Linked DNA regions of Mus musculus: region 2 is linked to region 1. Evidence: chromatin contacts called from public Micro-C data. All regions are on one chromosome and are shown on one strand. The core of a region is the stretch at or near the end of the contact, and the rest is flanking DNA. Distances in the headings are between cores, read along the strand shown. Region 1 holds the start of Dlx2 (distal-less homeobox 2). Region 2 holds the start of Sp3 (trans-acting transcription factor 3).

What was found. A called contact is a pair of places that touch in the nucleus more often than the background predicts.
Region 2: a Micro-C map of embryonic stem cells shows a contact between it and region 1, with 6 times the contacts expected there. The contact joins the promoter of Sp3 here to the promoter of Dlx2 in region 1. A contact is called at or near these places in 1 of 39 promoter capture datasets (hippocampal neurons), 1 of 484 Hi-C or Micro-C datasets (embryonic stem cells) and 2 of 115 datasets of contacts at active chromatin or transcription factors (embryonic stem cells and pancreatic cancer cells).

What each region holds. Positions count from the first base shown.
Region 1 is chr2:71,543,185-71,550,113 of GRCm38.p6, reverse strand. It overlaps Dlx2 (distal-less homeobox 2), which reads left to right and starts at 3,360. Exons shown (of 3, transcript NM_010054.2): 1 at 3,360-4,130; 2 at 4,546-4,730; 3 at 5,190-6,706. The coding sequence starts at 3,722. The coding sequence ends at 5,594.
Region 2 is chr2:72,976,656-72,983,584 of GRCm38.p6, reverse strand. Sp3 (trans-acting transcription factor 3) reads left to right here and starts at 3,139. Exons shown (of 7, transcript NM_001018042.3): 1 at 3,139-3,335; 2 at 3,953-4,098; 3 at 4,556-4,687. The coding sequence starts at 3,329. It overlaps Sp3os (trans-acting transcription factor 3, opposite strand), which reads right to left and starts at 4,153. Exons shown (of 3, transcript NR_045269.2): 1 at 3,990-4,153.

The DNA of each region.
Region 1 (6,929 bases), core at 2,111-4,610:
GTACCCCCAAGACACACACACATACACACACACATAAACACATACACACACACACACACACACACACACACACACACACACACACACCAAGCATCACTCCTGGGACCAGCAGCAAGCAAAGATTCACCCTGGGACCATAGCCAGAGAGTAGGTAGTCAAACTAGCCTTGGAATGTGCAGACCAACATGGAAGCCCTGGGGGAGTGGGGCGGGTGCCTTCTTTCCCAGATCTCACCTCTCAGCTTGGTGCAGGACACCCAGTAGACAAGCAGAGGCAAAGTTCTGGGCCAAGCGAAATCGAGGGAATCTGGCCAGGGGGTTAGGGGGAGCCCTAAGTGAACCTTCACTCTCCAGCTTGGAGCCTCTGGAAATCCTGGGTGTTTGAGGGCTTACCCTAAACACTACTGGGATTTGTGCTGTAGCAACAGAGAAGGCAGCTGGCTGACAGCTGAAGTTGAGTGAAGCACCTGATGCGAAAGAAGTTGTTTTCTTCTATCCAAGAACCTCGAGATGTTCATTGCTACAAAGGGAATGGGTGGATCAAGCTACACTCTGAGGAACAGGCTGCAAACTGAGATGTGTTGAAACACACAAAGTCTGCATTGAGACACCTAACCCTCCTCTACTAGATCTAGGCAGACTAAAAGAACTCTGGGGCTAGGAATAATAACTGAAGGGAAGGAGCAAGCACCAAGGCAAACTAGCCTCATTCAGGCAGCCAGTTTCTCTCCAAATTCATCTCAACTCCCTCTTGAGGCCTCTTCTGTCTGAGGAGAGCAGAGTGGCTCTCCTCAGAACTGGGGCTCAAAGTGTAAAATATCAATCAATACAAGAATACAATCAATACAAGAATACTTAGGGTGCTTCACTTTAGACCAAAGTAGAGAAATCCGTTGGCTATTTCTTACAAAGCAATGAGACAATTTGGATGAACCTAGATTTTGGCGGGTGGGGGTGGGGTGGCTCATGCCTGTAATCCCAGCACTCAGGAACTCAGATGTAGACAGGAGGATGGTTGTGAATTTGAAGCCAGGTTCGTCTACACAGCAAGTTCCAGACTAGCCAGCACAGCGTCCTGAGATTGTGCCTCAAGAAAACAAAATTAGTAAATGGAACAAGATGTAGATTTGTGTCTGGCTTATCAGGACACTTCAAGCCTAGGTCCCCCCCCCCCCCCCAGCTATAGGTCTCTCTCCTTCCCCTTGCAGCTTTTCCCCTCTCTAGGCTCAGAGCTGCATCCACTTCCCAGGCTACAGGGCACTCATCTTGTGTCCAAGATAAAAGAGGGCCCAGGTCCTATTTATTCCAGAATGATGCTGTTTTATAAATCTCACCTGAGTTTACACTGTTTCTGGGGATTGAGAAAGAAATAGAATGCAGAAAACTTTCCACCACCAGTATGCCTTCAGGACAGGCTTGATTGGCAACAAAGGGGCAGAGAAAGCGCAATCAGATTTTTAATTCTGATTCTGATTTTTAATTTTAATTTTGATTGGTTTTTTTCCTTTTATTAGGGCAAAACAGCTACTCGTGTGGTGTCAGAGCACAGGGACTTGAAATCGAGTCGCTAAAAGGCAATCTGGATTAAAAACCTTGAGATACCGTTGATGCACATAAAAGGGGCAGGAAGCAGTTTAAAGTCAATACAGTAGGGAGGGTCTGGTCTGGTGCAGGCGAGTCCCACCAGGGAGCGTTTCTAATAAAACTCATTCTTCCCCATTCTCTAGGCCTTCCTTAGCCAAGTGGCTGAGAACTAAATCCAGGCAGACTGGAAGGCGCATTACCTGCCTCATTATTCCGCTGTGTGAATGCTGGAGTTTTAATTACACACTTGCTTTTTCTGGGGAAGACCAAAGATCGTATTTTTTAAAGTATCAACTTGTTTTCCATTAGGCAGTTGTTGTAACAAGTTCTTTCAGTGACATGTTATGTCTTTAGGAAGGGATGCTTCAGATGGCGCGCACTAGCACAATTTTGTGGCTTTTAATTACTATTTTGTTCTTTTGGGGGGTTTCAGAGGCTGGCGCCTGGGCGTGATTAGACTGTCTACCAGGCCTGTAACAACCTCCTACACTGTCCACCAGGTGGCGCCACAAAGCAGGCGCTACCGCAATCTTCAAACTTGAGAGTCCATCACTGCGCTGAGTCCATCCATCACCCTTCTTTTGAAAATCCCAACCACCAGAGAGGGGAACTCATCACTTGGAAAAGAAAGAAAGAAAGAAAGAAAGAAAGAAAGAAAGAAAGAAAGAAAGAAAGAAAGAAAGAAAGAAAGAAAGAAAGAAAGAAAGAAAGAAAGAGAGAGAGAGAGAGAGAGAGAGGAAGGAAGGAAGGAAGAAAGAAAGAAAGAAAGAAAGAAAGAAAGAAAGAAAGAAAGAAAGAAAGAAAGAAAGAAAGAAAGAAGAAAAATAAAAATAAAGAAAGAAACCTAGAGAAAGAAATTACAACAGTGGAGTAAGATCCTAGAACACGAAAATGTAAAATAAAGTAGACAAAATAAAACTTCTTATATTTATTGTTTATATCAAGAAAACGTGTGATAATGAATCTTGATAAATCTCTAATATTACTTCAGTATCTCTTTTTTTTTTTCATTCCCCTTTTCATAAAAACACCAATGCAAACGACTTTGAAGGCTGTCTAGTCTGGCCTACCTTTCCCAAGGAGGGAACCTCAGAATCAGTTTCCAGCTAGTGGCTCAGATGTGCGTCATTACTAGAGACCTTTATGTGTATGAGGAAAAGTGATTTCAAATACATTACTAGTAATAATACCTTTGGGCTTATAGAGCTCTTCTCTCAAGCAAAAAGGAAAAACGTTAAACATTATCCAATTAATTGTCGTAATATCTCTGTGGGTAGTTTGGGAAGCATAGGTTATTATACGCGGTTTATGGATAATTTAAATCAATTGCCCGTCAGGTGCAAAGTGGCTGACAAGAGTAGTGCGAGCCAGGCACCTCGAGGAAAAGTATCTGGAGAAAAAGGAGACAGAGCTGGCTCGGCCCTCTTCCTGGCTTTATTTGATTAAGGCGAAGTTGGACAAGAGATGTAAATCGTTAGACTTGGCTCTTGAAAGCAGAGTAAGGTGGGAGACCCCATTTCTTTCCCGGAGCCTTATGTCCTGTTGCGGGCCATCCCGCACCCTATCCAGCTCCAGATCGGGTACCCACTTTCTGCAGTGCTTGTACACGCACCCACCGCGGCCGCCTTGCCCGCCACGTGACACGCGGGTCCCGGGGCCGCCCGGTCGCGGACTCCCGGCGCCCCGCGGCTCATTCCTTCTGATTGGCTGTTGCTAGGTGACGTTGCCCGCGGTCACGTGATAAGTGTTAAATGCCCACCCTGCAGGAGCCTGCCCGGCAGACAATCGTAAAGCTGCTCGGGGGTCGCTCACCTGCTCCCGCCTCCTGGAGCCCCTACCGGGTCTGACCGCTCTTGCCCCCTCCATTGCCCGCCCCCCGCCCGAGCCGGGCCAGGAGCCGAGAGGTCCGAGAGGCCCGGGAAGGATGCGGCCAGCAGCTGCGGTCCCGAGCCACGCACGGTGATCGCCTCCTCCAGGGGAGGAGGCGCCTAGACCGTAGCCTCATTTCTTGTTTTCCTCTCCCTCCCCCTCCCCGTAATTACATTGGTTGCTGGAAGGGACCCGGAGAGATAGACAGAGGAGGCGCCTCGCATCCCCCTCTCGCCCGCCACCCGTGCTCTTTCCTGTCCCGGGTCAGGATGACTGGAGTCTTTGACAGTCTGGTGGCTGATATGCACTCGACCCAGATCACCGCCTCCAGCACGTACCACCAGCACCAGCAGCCCCCGAGCGGTGCGGGCGCCGGCCCTGGCGGCAACAGCAACAGCAGCAGCAGCAACAGCAGCCTGCACAAGCCCCAGGAGTCGCCAACCCTCCCGGTGTCCACGGCTACGGACAGCAGCTACTACACCAACCAGCAGCACCCGGCGGGCGGCGGCGGCGGGGGGGCCTCGCCCTACGCGCACATGGGCTCCTACCAGTACCACGCCAGCGGCCTCAACAATGTCTCCTACTCCGCCAAAAGCAGCTACGACCTGGGCTACACCGCCGCGTACACCTCCTACGCGCCCTACGGCACCAGTTCGTCTCCGGTCAACAACGAGCCGGGTAAGCATCGCAAGCATCTAGGGTGCCCAAGTCACGGGGAGGGACCGGGTAAGCATGGGGTGGGGGGCAGTCCGGAGCTCTAGCCTTGCACTCTGTGCATCTCTTGCTCCCGCCCTGAACTCTGCCCAATCTCCAACTGCACGCGAATCGCAGTTTCTGCCTCTCCACGCTCCGGGGGACAGAGTCGGTGGGCGGTTGGGCCAGTTGGCATGCTGTGGGTAGCGCATAGCTTTGCTGCCCGCCTCTTCTTTCTCTCTTGCACAGCTCCCCCGGGTCCCTTGCAGGGTTCCGTGGCCAGGCCAGTCGGCGCGTGCTGAAGTTGGGAAGGCCTCCTCAAGTCTCTAAAGGCCTCCGCTCCGAACTTTAGGACCGCGGGGTTGGACGGTGGGTGCTCACCACTCACTTTTCGTTGCAGACAAGGAAGACCTTGAGCCTGAAATCCGAATAGTGAACGGGAAGCCAAAGAAAGTCCGGAAACCACGCACCATCTACTCCAGTTTCCAGCTGGCGGCCCTTCAACGACGCTTCCAGAAGACCCAGTATCTGGCCCTGCCAGAGCGAGCCGAGCTGGCGGCGTCCCTGGGCCTCACCCAAACTCAGGTGAGCAAGGTGGGAGATGGCCTGCTTTCTCTAGGAAGCGGGCACGTCCGGAACAACTTTTCAAAAGTATATTTTCACCTGTGCTTTTTTATTCCGGGCAAAGTAAACTTCTAGGCCCAATGCTTAAAACAAACAAACAAACAAAATAAGAAATTTTTTTCAAAGGGGGCAGCCGCATGGGAGGAAAGAAAATGACCCGGGTGGACAGAAATCCCACACTACAACGCCTTTCCACTCGCTGCTGCTAAAGCGGGTTCCATAACTGACCTGACACCGCACTACCCAGAACCTTGGTCACATACTTAGAGCTCATCCATCAGCATTTTGAGATCCCCCCAATGTAGCTAGAAGCAGCGGAGGCCCAGAGCCCAGGTCTGCTCGCCCGCCGTCTCCACTCCACCAACCTCCTGCCCAGGTTCCTGTACTAAAGCTCAGGGCTTTTCCTTTTTTTCTACAAAGGTCAAAATCTGGTTCCAGAACCGCCGATCCAAGTTCAAGAAGATGTGGAAAAGCGGCGAGATACCCACCGAGCAGCACCCTGGAGCCAGCGCTTCTCCTCCTTGTGCCTCCCCGCCGGTCTCGGCGCCAGCATCCTGGGACTTCGGCGCGCCGCAGCGGATGGCTGGCGGCGGCCCGGGCAGCGGAGGCGGCGGTGCGGGCAGCTCTGGCTCCAGCCCGAGCAGCGCCGCCTCGGCCTTTCTGGGAAACTACCCGTGGTACCACCAGGCTTCGGGCTCCGCTTCACACCTGCAGGCCACAGCGCCACTTCTGCATCCTTCGCAGACTCCGCAGGCGCACCATCACCACCATCACCACCACCACGCAGGCGGGGGCGCCCCGGTGAGCGCGGGGACGATTTTCTAACCTCGAGTGGACAGCGTCTGAGACTTGAGAACTGAGACACCGTGTTCTTCAGCACGCGTCCTGTAGCTAGAGGCTCGAACCTACCAGCCCGCGACCGCCACCCACCCAGCGGTATTGGAAGTGGCGACCAGGGGTGACCCGTCGTGGAGCCACTTCTCGCACTGCCACGGAGCAGCCGGAAACAAGGAGGCCTCGTGGGATCCTTTAGTGCCAAGCCTGGCGTCCCTGGCCTCAATTCCGACCTGAGCCCCGGCCACTTTTAGGCCATCCTCGGACTTGTCGCCCCTTCCCAGCCCCCTCAGCGTGATCCTCAGGGTCCTTGGTCTCTTCAGGCCCTGAGCGGGGTCAGGCACTGGGACGCCTTCCCCGCCCTCGAGGCTTCCCGGCTCTCAGAGGCTCCTTTTTTCTCTCCTGCTCCAGGCCTCAGCTCCAGTCCGCTTCGGTTATTGACCTCCTGGGTCCTACTCCACCCTATCACCTACCCCCGTGACCCCCGGGATCCCGCCGGTTTTTTCCCCTCCTGGGGGCTCATGGGGGAGAATTCCCAGCTCTCCCAACTCTTCCCGCCTCCCACTTTCCCCAGGAACACTCCCGTAGCTCCTTCATCCATTGCCAGTGGAGGGTTTTTATTTTTATTTTTTTAAAAGTTTAGGTGCCTTTGCGGATGACCTCATTTTGATGTTAAAAAAAAACTGATTTTTTTAATATGTGGACGCTGCAAAAAATGTGTTTAAATTATCTTTTTTAAGATGAATTAAGGACTATTAGCTCGAACTTCGATGCAGAGTTTGTAAATAAGGGTGTCTGTGCAGATTTCCCCACATTTATTTGTATAAAAATTTCTCATCTTTTCAGACTTTTTTGTAAACCGCCCCCGAGTTGTGAAAGCTGCGACGTAGCAGTGACCTCAGCAGTCCCTATGTTTTCCCCCTTTGAAAATTTTTCTCAGTTAAATTAAGCTACTGATTTGAATTTGTTTTTATCTTGTCCTAAAGTCTTTGTTCTTGAAATGCAAGGTATTTGGGGGTTATTTATTATGAAAGCAACATACTCTTAATGTTGATTTTACAATATGAAGAGATTATTTAAAATAAATTATTGTTTTCATTGGAGTGTGTGCTTTTTCCTTGGTGCCAGGGTTACCTCGGCTCGGACCTTGAGCGGGTCCCCGCCCCGGAATCGGATGAACAAAACTGCACATTTACACCTTTCCGAGGCTGCAATGGCCATGAGATGCGCACAGTCCGAGATGGGTACTACGGCCTCGGTGAAGGGTTCAGCTCCTCCCCCCTCTCCCGAGTCCGCCCGCAGTTCTTCAGCCTAAGGCGGCGTGAG
Region 2 (6,929 bases), core at 1,890-4,389, 1.4 Mb before region 1:
AAACTTGGACATGTAAGCACAACACCTAGGAATTCCATTTAAATCTCATTTTCCTCATTTATGGAATTTGTGCTTTATACTACAGCACGTGTCATGGTAAGGTGACAACTTGAGGGACAGTTTCTCCATCATGTGGATTCCTGCGACTGAAGTGTTGTCAGGTTTGGCTACAAGCCCTCCCGATCTGCTAAGCCATCTGGCTGGTCCTCACTTTTGTCCTTAACTGTTTAAAACTTAGCATCTTGAAGACTTACAGTGAATTTCTGTATTGCTATCATTTCTGGTTGCAGTGATACAATACCCTGACAAAGAACAACTTTAAAAGAAGAAAAATTTATTTCAGTCCTTTCTAGAAGGGAACCCAAGGAAGCAGGAACTTCAGTCATATTGGACTTTAGGTCACATCGAATCCTTACTAAAAGAGAATTGAATGCTTGCATGTTTACAGCTCAGCCTATTGTCTCTGCTCTTATATGGTCCAGGACCCAAATAAATGAAGGAAACGGTGCCACTCACAGTGGACTATGTCTTTCCATATCAGTTAATTTAATGAAGACAGTCCCTCATAGACACAGGTCAGACGGATCCAGATAATCCCTCATTAAGACTGTCTTTTCAGGTAATTCTAGATTGTGTTAAATTGACAAGTAAAACTAACACTAACAGTTATTATGTATATCCGTATATAGTCACAACTTAGTATGTTTTAAAATATCCTTTAATAATTAGCACAGGTCTACATATTCTGAACCTACTCATTAGATGAAGAAAAAATTCAGAGCCCAAACCCCCCCCCCCCCCCATAGTACCTCCATTTTAGTTTGATATGGTAGACTAATCGCTGACCATGACACCATATAACGTTTCTAGCTAGTCAGTGAGGTACCTTACAGACTAAGCTTGATTTCCTTCTCTTGGAGTTGTAGCTGATGTTATTACCAACTTTGTCCTAGTCTACTGGGGAATAGGGTGATCTGGTTTTGTTTCTTGGCCAGGAATAGCTTGTGAAAATCTTGAGAGAAAACAAGAAACTGGGCCAAGTCGTGGGGACAGGGGAAAACAGATCTTACTGTTGTTTCGAGATTTGTTCATGATAATACTTGATTCTCATTTAATGACTGTACAAAAACATATTAATCCACCGTAAATTATACTGTATGTTACTACATGTATTTATCTAAATACCGGCTTTATGCTTTGCATATACTTTAGTGTATTTGCACTAGTTAAGAAATAAGTATTCTTGCAAGAGACCATTTTGCTTTTGGTCATCTTAACATAGGGTGTCACAGTGACTCAACTGTGGTTGGAGAAGTCTACTGAATCTCACCTTATGCTGAGTCATACTCTTGCTGATGTTCATTCTTTTTTTTTTTTTTTTTTTTTTTTTGGTTTTTGTTTTTTCGAGACAGGGTTTCTCTGTGTAGCCCTGTCTGTCCTGGAACTCACTCTGTAGACCAGGTTGGCTTTGAACTCAGAAATCCGCCTGCCTCTGCCTCCCAAGTGCTGGGATTAAAGGCGTGTGTCAACACCGCCCAGCACTGATGTGCATTTTTAAGAGCTTTGCCTCAAAACAGCTAGTTTGAGTTATCTGGTTTTTGGCCCTGAAAGACTGTTCTTGCTTGCATGACACAAGAGAAAGAGAACATGTGTCACTGTATTAAAAATTACCACGAAGTAGTTGGCGGAGATGGCCCCCACTTTTAATCCCAGTACTCAGGAGGCAGAGGCAGGTGGGTTTCTGTGAGTTCCAGGTGAACCTGGTCTACAAATCCAGTTTCAGGACAACCAAGGCTACACATGAAACTGTCTTGAAAACAAAAACCACAACCAACGAGAAAAAACCAAAAAACAAAAAAACAAGTCCAAAAAGGCTTCTGAAACCGATGTATGCACTGCCCCTCCCCCCCATGAATTTTCAAGTTCGTGTATACAAAGCTAGTTTAAATGCTTTGCCTTCAACCTCATACAAAACATACAAGTACAATAATTGGGATGTTTATTCTTGCTTGAGGTAGATTTCTAATAAAAGTATTGTGGATAGTGTTTCCTACTCTTAAATTCAACCTTTCTTAAGCAAAAGTATCTAGAGGTAATAGACAACGTTCTGTCTGTTGTTTGCAGAACACTTTTTTCTCCTGAATGACTGACTGCAAGGCATTGAGGATGTCAAAGGAAGGGGTGTTAATACACCACTAAGTACAAAATTTAAAAAAAAAAAAAAAAGTAACTAAACGCTCCCAAGAGGAAGGATACTTTTTAGATGTACTGTTTTAACAAATGTTGACTGACTTTCTTGGTTAAGAAGCAGGTAGTTTGTGTGTGCAGCAAACTGATTTTAAAGGGTGACTGTATCTCATTGAATAAAAACATAACTAAGCCTGCTTTGATATCACTGGCCAGAACTAAAACCTTTTTTCTTTATGAAGGGACTGGAGATATCTTTTTGCTCTAAGTGCCCGCCTCCAGGGTCCACAAAAGTAGATGGTTGGTAACCACGGGCTAAGCTCGGGAGGATGAGAAGGTGATGGATCCGACTTGCGACCAAGAGCTGAATGTGTGTGAAAACGTCCTCCTCCAGCCTCGGAGGGGGTGTCTCCCCCAATACCAGCTCCCTCCCCCAGGGCTCGTGGGGCGGGTCCGGTTTGCTCAGTAGCAGCAGCAGCCCTGGGGCCGAGCGGCGGTGGCCTCCTGGCAGCGCTGGCAAGACGCAGCTCCGAGCGCCCGGGCCCTGGGGAGATCCAGTCCGGTCGGCTGCCAGGATGGAGGAGACGTCGAGTGGAGCCGGAGCCACCGGGGACGGACTTCCTCCCCAGCTCGGCTCCCCGACAGCCTGGCGAGGCCTGCACACAGGGCCAGCCAGTGGAAGAGGCCTGCGCCTCGGGTCTGGCAGCCGCAGCCGAGGAACGAGGCTGGCACAGCGGGGTAACGCGCGAGCCGGGGCCGTTCTGGAGAACCTACGGCGCCACGGCCGCTCATTGTCTCTCCCCTTCAACCCGGGGGCAAACAGGAAGCCCGCCGCCAGGCCGAGCGACGGACAGGCGTCCGGACCAATGAACAGAGCTGACGGAGAGCCTAGCGGCAAATGAGAGCCGGGAAGAGGGGCGGAACTTCCGGGCGGGCTGTCGCCCTCTTCCCCCCTTTTGGGCTGGAGGCTCCACCTTTTGTGTTTCCCGCACAGTCAATCAAAATAGGAAAAAAAAAATTCCCCGGACCGCTCCGGCCGTGTCCGCCGCCGCTTCCCGCATCCTCTCCCGCCGCCGCCGCCTTCGCTTCTCACCATGTGTAAGGCGGCGGGGAGCCCCGCCTGAGCTGTCCTAAACACACTATGACCGGTACGTAAAGCCGAGAGAGAGCAACCCTCGCTGCCTCCGCCGCTGCCACTGCCGCCCACAGCCAGCCCGGGGCCGCCACCGCCGGCTCCCGGCCTCCGGGAGCGTGCGACCGAGTGTCGGCGGAGGCAGAAAGCCGCACTCCCATCTCCGCCAGCCAGCTGTCCAGCCCTTCCAGCCCCAGCGCCGAGTGCCCGCCGGGCTCCGGGCGGGCGGCCCGGTCCGCCGGGAGCGCATCCCCCCTGTGTGCGGGCGCGGGCGGCGGCGGCGGGCGGGCGTGTGCGAGTGACTGACGGTGCGAGAGGAGCGAGCGCCGCGGAGGGAAAGGGGAGGAGAGGAGAGGAGAGGAGAGGGGGCAGGGGCAGCGCGGGGAGGAGGAGGAGGGAACGAGGAGGAGGAGGGTTACAGCCGCGGCGGGCGGGGGCAGCAGGAGGGGAGGAGGGAGCGCGCCGCCGCCGCCGTGGCCGCCGCGGCCGGGGGGAGGGCAGGGGAGGGGCAGGGCCCGGGCCGCCCGGCGCTCACTAATGTGGCCGCGGCTCGCGGGCCCCCTCCCTCCCCGCACCCGCCTTCCTCCCCACCCCACCCTCCTCCTCCCCCCTCCCCCCGCGCTGTGCCTGCAGCTCCCGAAAAGCCCGTGAAACAAGAGGAAATGGCTGCCTTGGACGTGGACGGCGGCGGAGGCGGCGGCGGCCACGGCGAGTATCTACAGCAGCAGCAGCAGCAACAGCAGCAGCACGGAAACGGCGCGGCGGCGGCGGCGGCCCAGGTGAGGAGCGGCTGAGCGCGGCCGGGCTCCCCGCGCGCCGCTTTCTCCTCCCCTCGCCCTCCCTCCTTCCCTCCCTCCCTCCCGCGCGCGCTCGCCCGCCCCTCCCCCGCCCCGGGAGCTGCCCGCCCGAGGCGCCAACGCTCCGACCCCGCCCGCGCGCCCCCGCCCGCCGCCTTTTTGTGTGTGTGTTTGTGTGTGTGTGAGTGTGCAAGTGTGCGCGCCCTCCCGGGTGGGATCCGGACGGAGGGAAGAGGCCCGGCGCGCAGCCGTCCGCCGCGGGCCACCGAGCGCGGGGAGAGGCGCCGCAGACCCCGGAGGAGGAGGAGGAGGAGAGCGCGGGGCCGGGTTGGCGGCGCGGCCAGGCGCGGAGCGAGCCGTACTTCCTGTGCGAGCGGGCCCGGCCCTAACCGCCACCCCCCTCCCTGTCTCCCTCTCTGAACCCGCCCATCGCGGGTAGGACACTCAGCCGTCACCGCTCGCTCTGCTGGCCGCTACCTGCAGCAAGATAGGGCCGCCATCGCCGGGCGACGACGACGAGGAGGCGGCCGTTGCCGCCGCCGCCGGGGTCCCCGCCGCCGCCGCCGGAGCGGTAAGTCCCGCCCGCCCGCCATCCCGGGCCTGCGGCGCGCCCGCCCGCCAGCCCGCCAGCCCAAGGCCTCCCGCCGCCGCGCGGCCGTCACGCGCGGGCCGTCCGGCTCTGCCGCGCTTCCCTGCTCGCTCGCGTCCCCGGTGGGAGCCCGGGCCGGCCCGCGCTTTCCGGAGATTGTCACTGCGGCATCGCGCGCAAAATTCCTCACAAAATGAAGTCTGAGACGGAGGAGGTGGGGGGTGGGCACGGGACTCCAAAATGGATGTTTAAGTAATTCGTATCAGGACTTGAAAACTCACTCGCTCTTTGCACTACATTTGCAAGCACAGCCTATCGGTCACAGATAGTATCACCTACCGAGGCAAGGATGGCTCTAGTTTCTAGAGTTTTTGAATCTGGAGCAAGTTTCCAGATCTTGGGTATTTGATCATTTAAGGAGGGTGTTCTTTTATACGCAGGGACGAACATTTTTATTATTATTATTTTTTAACCTGATCATTCAGAATTGTTGGCGTTTTGCAGACTACTCCAACTTTGCACTAGTTTTGTTCTGAGTAGGGTTAAGTGAAATAGTTGGGAGGCTATTGAAATTTGAATTTGAAGTTAGTAATAACTTTGGCCTTTGAGGTTTTCTAGAATATCAATCTTAAAAAGTAGATGAAAGTCATTTTGTTTACATGCTTGTTAGCACACTTCATACTTTTAAGAGTTGAAATTGGTTGGCTAAATGTTATTTTTATTATAACGAGTCTGATGGGATTCTTTTGTAAATTTTAGAACCTCTAGGTTGTGGAGAGGAGCGGCAAGTCTTAGTGAAGACTCAGTGTAAAATTAGGTGCTGTAGACAATGTGAATTTTACATCTGTGTGGACCATTGCTGCTCTTAGCTTACTGTGAAAAGGTGTGTTCACCTGTTAAGATAGTTAAAACACGCCTCAAGACTAAGTTTTTAAGAGGTTTATAGCAATCGATTTATGTAGTGTCAGTTTAGTTGTCACTGTTAGAAAAGTTAGCTGTTGTATACTAGTCATTCAACGTTGTTACTCTGTATTAGTAAATAGATATTTTTAGTCTGAAATTAGACTATGGACAGTGGGAGCATTTTTAATGTCATGTATTTTTTAAGCATATTAAAATATCAAAAGCTGTTTGGGAAAACTTTTAAATTTAAAGAAACGTTAAGCAGATTAGTAAACTTTTAAAGTAAGTTATATTTCCCTAGTCCCAAAGTGTCAAATTAAGTTTATTGTTTTCCTTAATAAACTACCTCAGAAGTAAAATTGAAAAATAAACTTTAAATAAAGTGCAATTTTTCATGTAACTATCAAAGTTTCAGAATGTGCTTACAGATGGGGAGGGGAGTGGTGAGGAGAAGCACAGGGTTGAAAGCATCATGCTTAGACTCCAACTCTAGTGGATCACTAGACTGACCCCAGCCATGTGTTTGTGTCATGTTCTTGGGCTTCTTTAAGATCTCTGACCTATCACAACATTACTAAGAACACCATTTCCTGCCAGATGAACATGAACACTCTGAATTTAGTAAAAGTAATAATATGAAAATACAGTTTGCTAGAGAAGCCTCTAAACTTGGAATTTTTTGGTGCATGTTTGATGCTCGATAAATCTGAGTTCTTCCAAATTTTTCACTTTGAGCAAAGTTGAAGTAAACTGAGCTGAAAGTTGAATAAGGTGAAAAATATGAGAGCTGTCATTTTTGTCTGAACATTAATGGGGAAAAAAGTTGGTTTCTAGTTTAAAAGTAGTTTAAAGTTTTTTTCAGAATGCTTAAAAGATATTTTCAATATTTAAAACTATACTTAAATATATTTAAGTACTCTAAAATTACTGGAGATCACTAGAGGACCGTAGTGTCTTGAGGGTTGTGGGATGTTTTTAGATTTAGGGCAAAGCAGGAAATCCAGTGTCAGAGTCACGACCTTCACCTTTACCCAGCTACCCCCCGTGCTGCCTTATTGTGGCACAGTTTTCAAATCTGTGTATCACTAACATGGGTAGCTACAGATTTTGAGTTTTGCCAATTTTTCCATTAATGTTCATTTTCTAATCTAGGTTCTAGACAAAGATATCTATTAATGTGTTCTGTCCAAAGCCAAATGCAGATGCTCAACCTAATGACAATTTAGCTTGGTATTTCTAGATGATGAGTACCTTGAGAAGCCAGTGTTCACTAGAGACTGACTTTACCATTTGAGTTTGGAACTTATAGAGGATCCTGGCC